Regions from separate parts of the Mus musculus genome. Here region 1 is linked to region 2. Evidence: chromatin contacts called from public HiChIP or PLAC-seq data. All regions are on one chromosome and are shown on one strand. Each heading gives the region's core, a stretch centred on a gene start, on an enhancer-like site or on the middle of the called end of the contact. The rest is flanking DNA. Distances are from core to core; before and after follow the strand shown. Region 1 overlaps Lamb1 (laminin B1). Region 2 overlaps 6030469F06Rik (RIKEN cDNA 6030469F06 gene).

The links. HiChIP or PLAC-seq counts read pairs in DNA pulled down with a chosen protein or histone mark.
Region 1: a contact with region 2 is called in an H3K27ac HiChIP or PLAC-seq map of heart atrium, with 5 times the contacts expected there. The contact joins two enhancer-like sites. A contact is called at or near these places in 7 of 39 promoter capture datasets (the 3T3-L1 cell line, 3T3-L1-derived adipocytes, embryonic stem cells and 3 more), 1 of 15 datasets of contacts at CTCF or cohesin (the NIH/3T3 cell line), 3 of 484 Hi-C or Micro-C datasets (cortical neurons, embryonic stem cells and nephron progenitors), 4 of 115 datasets of contacts at active chromatin or transcription factors (fibro-adipogenic progenitors, heart atrium, kidney and 1 more) and 1 of 9 other capture datasets (embryonic stem cells).

Annotation. Positions count from the first base shown.
Region 1 is chr12:31,293,467-31,296,233 of GRCm38.p6, reverse strand. The region is part of intron 12 of Lamb1 (laminin B1); the gene reads right to left. Among named protein-coding and RNA genes, the nearest start is that of Lamb1, 30 kb to the right of the region's middle. Within about 2 kb of position 1,378, at least 76 of the 459 cell types and tissues checked have an H3K27ac peak or open chromatin away from gene starts, as enhancers often do. A contact at or near this core is called in heart atrium, where this site is marked.
Region 2 is chr12:31,183,426-31,186,191 of GRCm38.p6, reverse strand. 6030469F06Rik (RIKEN cDNA 6030469F06 gene) reads right to left here. Exons shown (of 4, transcript NR_102715.1): 4 at 270-1,629. Among named protein-coding and RNA genes, the nearest start is that of 6030469F06Rik, 16 kb to the right of the region's middle. Within about 2 kb of position 1,466, at least 64 of the 459 cell types and tissues checked have an H3K27ac peak or open chromatin away from gene starts, as enhancers often do. A contact at or near this core is called in heart atrium, where this site is marked.

The DNA of each region.
Region 1 (2,767 bases), core at 129-2,628, 110 kb before region 2:
CTCTATGCAGGGAGTATGCCCAGTGGGTGGACAAATGAATGAAGGAAAGTTAGAAAAAAATAGAGATTAAGGTAGATAAATTCTTACAATATATTATTATTTTAGATAATAAATTTATCTGTATAAACTGATATATTTATGTTTTCCTTTGCTATATTTCTTTTTTTGTTTTGTTGTTGCTTTTGTTTTTTGTTTCTATATTTCTTTGATTCTTCCCATGCTAGTATTTTATAAGTCAGATGAAACCCAAAGATGGGCATCCTCTTGTTGGTTTTATTTTCCTTAAGATGGGAGTCTCAGAAAATGGCTCATGCTGGTCTGGAAGTCACCATCATCTTCCTACCTCAGCCTGCCTGTTGGGATTTCAGACCGAATCCCACACCTGGCTTCAGGCATCCATTTCCACTGCAGTAAAAGTCAAAATGTGATTTATAGCCTTACTTAAGCCCACTCCCAAAGTTTAGGGGACCTCAAGCCTCAGGCAAGCTGCAGCTCCAGCATAGAACAGGCCCCAGCTTGCTTGAAACATCTCACCCAGCTGTCACCGGCCAGTGGACACCCTCCCTTGCACCACAAGTCATTACCCCGCAGGACTAGGAGTTCTTAAAGCCACAGAACCAGTTCCCAGGAAAGGAAAGCCTGTTCTAATTAGGATCCAGCACTTCTGGCCACCAACAACTCTTCAGAAATCCAGTCACCAGACACTGCAGCATACATATTGACCCTCTTCCTCTACTGCAGATGTGTCCCGAGGAACGACATGAACCACCAAAGGCCACTAGCTCCCACTCTCATTAGAAAAAAAAAAAAAAAATCGATGAGAACAGACGAGACTGTTTCTGGGCTGCACAATTCTAAATGAACAACGATCCCAGGAAGACACGATCGCAAGGAAAGATCTAGAAAGACCTTGCTTCTCGCAGCTCTGTGGCTGATCACAAAGACTCGTGACAGAGTGGAATCACCGCTACTGACAAGCAGAGCTTCAATTCCACACTCCTGTCTCCGGAGCCTCCCCGGGCTGTCTCCGTCTCCGCACAGATGTTCTTCATCCTTACAGCTCAGGAGCCCAACTGCTGTAATTCCACTTATGCAATTCCAGCCTCGGCTCCTTCCCTCACTTGCACCACCTTCTCCTTCTTTCTTAAACACTCAGAGCTTAAATCCTTTCTCATGGTGTGAGATAACACTTCTTTCTCAAACCAAACATGTAAGTCTTATCTCAAGATAGATGTCCCTGCACTTAGCAGCCTCCTCTCTTAGGTCATGATACCACCATATTCTAAATCTTTCTACACCGAGCTCTCCCATGCTAACCATCACTACCCAGCCTGCCTCCCCACGGCCCTGCCTCCACAGGCCCCACGAGTGTTTCTCTGCACCTAGTCATGCCAGGGACGATGCGTCTGCCTGGCTTGCTGCAGCTCCACCACAGCCCATGCTCTGTAGAACAGCTGCTAGTCTTCCTGGCACGGCCCTGTGCTTTCAGACGAGCCACACTCCCCGTACTCTTCAGCAAATATTTACTGAACAAATATTGTCCCTGGAAACTACGTGCTGGCATGGGTGCCCCATGCTCTGACTCCATTCTAATTTGCTTCTGAATCAACCCCTGCGTTCATTGGGTGGGGCCATTATTTATGGGTAAATAATATGGGGTGGAGCAGCGAGGAATGTCTCACTCCTCAACTTAGAAGTTAATTGGGAAGAGAAGCAATGAAGCAATTAACTAAGACAAGATGTAGCCAGGAGCAAAGCACTCTGGGTGTCTGATGGAGAAGATTAAGGGAGGCTTCCTAGATGATGTGGCCCTGAAGCTTGGAGGATGTTTCTCATGTGCAGGGGAAAGATGTGAATGAGGAGAGCAAAGAAGTAGAAAAATTTGACCCTTAACCTTTACCCTATGACCTACCCTTCCCCACCCCTTAACCTTTTTACCCTCTGGCTCACCAGTCCCTGCCTTTACCCTTTTTCCTCCCAGCTAAAAGGCTATCAACCTTATTCTGCTTTCAAAACTCATTCCCAAATTCTTTACTAGTCTATATTAAAACAAACAAACATCACCTGTCAGAAACACTATATGGGTTTTCACACTCCCATGACAAGTTTTCCTGTAACCTAAATAGAGTCTATTTGTTCACTCAGTAACAAAGATGACATAAGAGAAAATGAAGGCTCTGAGCCACGTTTATCTTCCCAGGGACCTGCTGGTCCGTGACCTCACATGGCAAAAAGCACGTTGCAGATATGATGAAGGGCAGGAAGCCTGAAATAGATGTGACACGGTCGTGGATTATCTAGGTGGACTCAGTCCAGCCACATGGGCTCAGAGAAGTGGGTTAGAAAGCTCTGGTGTCATGGCTTTGAGGAAAGAGCTTGAAGGGGGTCGTGAATCATGGAATGTGGATGCCTTTAGAGGCTGGGAACAGCCTTGCCTTTCTGTTACATCCAGCAGAAAATAGGATCACTCTGCAACTTTAAGGAAACCACCCGAAACCTGAATAAGCAGGAAACCTTCGCCCCTATTGTCCTTCGAAAGCAGTGCAGTACACCAGCGTGTGCCTGTAATCTAGAGACAGCTGCCCCACCCAGCCGCAAGATAATCTATGCTGTTTTCAGCCACTAAAGTGTGGTTATTTGTTCTGGCAGCAATCAAAAACTAATACAGTCTCTCGGTTTCCCAATAGGTCAAGGCTAAGATTAGTTAGCACAGATTTCTCACAAATGCAGACATTTAAAAGTTCTAATGGAAACATAATTGCTTTCA
Region 2 (2,766 bases), core at 217-2,716:
GTTGGATGTCAGATCAGCACAGAAAGTGTTAGGAAGTTCTTTTATCTAATTGGCATCTATTCTTTCTCAGCTCTCCTCCAGGAACTGAGGGGGTGTGAAGTTTGGTAGGAGGGCGTGAGAGGGACCATCTGCTTAAGAGTCTCTGGCTGTAGGGTAAGATCTGAATACAAACAAAAGACTCTATTGACAAACCTCTGGTTGAAAACCTTTACACACATGTTAGTGATTAATTTCTTTTGGAGAAAAAAAACCCCAGGAGGGAAGAGTTTATGTTATTTTTGTTGTTTATTACTGTTACACAAACATCCAGTGGCTACTTCCTTCAGCCTGTCCTCTCAAACCTATCACTCCAGCTTCTAGCTTCTCTTCCTGGACAAAGTGCATGTGCACACACTGTGTGCAGCTCCAGCCTTGGTTTATAATGCTTCCCAGATGTACTTCTTCTTGCAAATCAGTTTCTGATTACTCTTCTAGCAAAGCTGATATGGAAACAGTTCAGGAATATGTTTCTCTCTGCTTTCTCCCCCTGGGAGGTAGGAGTTAATGTGTACCTGGGCTTCATGGTGAACAGCTGCGGCGAAGTCCCCGGGGGGAAAAGGAATATTATTGATGATAAATCTCAGGCCAGCCCCAGGGAGAACCCTGACAAATCCAAGTCCAGTCCACATAACTGGGCTCCCAGGTGGTTGGGTCTCACAAAGCAGTGACAATAGCAGACATCTGGCCAAAAGTCACAGGGAAGAATGTAAATTGCTTACCTTATAGTCAAGGTCTGTAAAAGCTCAGAAAGAAAAAAGAAAAGGATTTCCTGGAGTGTATATGATGTATCTGAGTCACAGACCAATTCTTCTAACCTGGATTCGGTCCAGAGGCCCGGCGAGAATGATGTGCTCAAGCCTCAGCCTTGGAACCTGGGTTGCTTTCAAGGATGAAGCTGAAAGCAGACGCTGTTCACTTTAACTGACTCATGCACCGATGCACTGAGCGTGTTCCATATAGACAATCATGGTTTTCTCACAATTGTGAAATTCTGTCCAAAATATGGAGGGAAAAGAATACTCCTGTGTGTACTTTAGGGATTCTGTTTGCATTACAAGGAAATAACAGACATTCACTTGTTTCCCTGTATCTATTCTGTCCAAGCATTGAGAAAGGGTACCCCTCTTCCATCTGCCTCTGGGCACATAAGCACAGAACTCCTAACACACTTGCCAGACTCCAACTCCTGACAATCTCTATACTGAATGCGAGCCCGGGGCCATCTAGACCCTGGAGATAATAACACACATTAATTATCTTTGTGTCCTCCCCACCGCAGATACTCAGCCTCTGCTCAAATTCTGCCTCACGCAACTCTGCCTGTGTTCCTGCAAGAGCTCCTGGGTGTTCTCTTCTTCCCGTCCTTGGCCCGGTCTGTATTCCACACCGCTGCCAGCAAAGCCTTTCAAACACGTCCTCTTTGCCAACAGAATAATACTCAAAGTATTTAGACTGGAGTTCAAGTTGCTCTGTGATCTGCACGGAGCTGCTCTCTGTCTGGAGAATGCTTGTTTGGTAACAATTATGCATCAGCCTCTGAACAGGATATAGAGAGCAGACCAGGGCCTTGTCACAGAGTGAAGCAGAGTCCTGTATGGGAGACAGAAACTTAAGTAAAAATCTGCCATACTGGCTCTGAGAGGTCAGACCTATATTTAAAGTCAGTCCTCTGTAGTGTTTTCCAAACATGAGGAGTATTAGTAAGTGGTACAGGAGAGCCCCTCTCCACCCTTTTGTCTTGATGGGTGCACTCATGAACCACTTGCAGCTAGCTACTTGCTCGTTGTGGTCCCCAAATAGAAAGCTACACACTTTCATCTCCCTCTAAATTCCCTACAGTCCCTGGAGAGGCCCGTAGCCAATGATTGACAGATAGAGGGCTGGCCTGATGTCTCAGGAAGCAGGATGCCTGTCTAAAGATGTTCCTGATCACCTGAGGACTGAAACATGCTCGTTCATCTATGACGTCTTACTGTGTTAGTTTTTTTTTTTCTTCTCTTCTTTCTGTCATGGTATAAGTCTAAAGGGTCTGGACAATCCTGACATCCTACAAAATATTACCCTGATCCCTTAAACTGAGAGATACTGAAGTGAGTCTATTGGCTAAACATGTATCTGTGTGGAATATACACCAACTGCCAATGTAGATATAAACACAAACTCTGTAATTCTGGTGACTCTGCATATGAGTAGAAGGTTCTTATGTTTCTAGTCAAGATTAGCAGTCACGGGATACAAAGGTGAATGTCAAAATCATGGTAAGAGTACACAGCAGTGGGTTTGAGCAGAGGCTGAGAGTGCGATGCCAGTTCCCCCTTTGTGTGCCAATACCACAAGTGCCCCCTTATCTTAAGAGTTTCTGTTGGCTGCTGACAGGCACCTCTTCTGGAAGGCTCTCTGCTCACAGCCAACTCCTGGATGTGAGAATGCAGCAGGCCAGCTCCCGTGCCTCATAGAGGACAACTCTGCTGTGTGACTTATGCTTTCACTTCCCTGAGAGATCAGGACTTAGCTAAACGTAGCCGAAGATCCCACCCTTCCCTAACTTTCCCCTCCTCATTAATCTGCTTCCAACATTCCCTTGTAAGATTTTTTGATGAATGATTCGCTAGTAAAAAAAATATGCATTTGAATTCCCATGAAAATCTAGTGGATTCAGTGTGACACTGATAGTATGTGTGTGTATTTACAAACACACACACACACACACACACACACACACACACA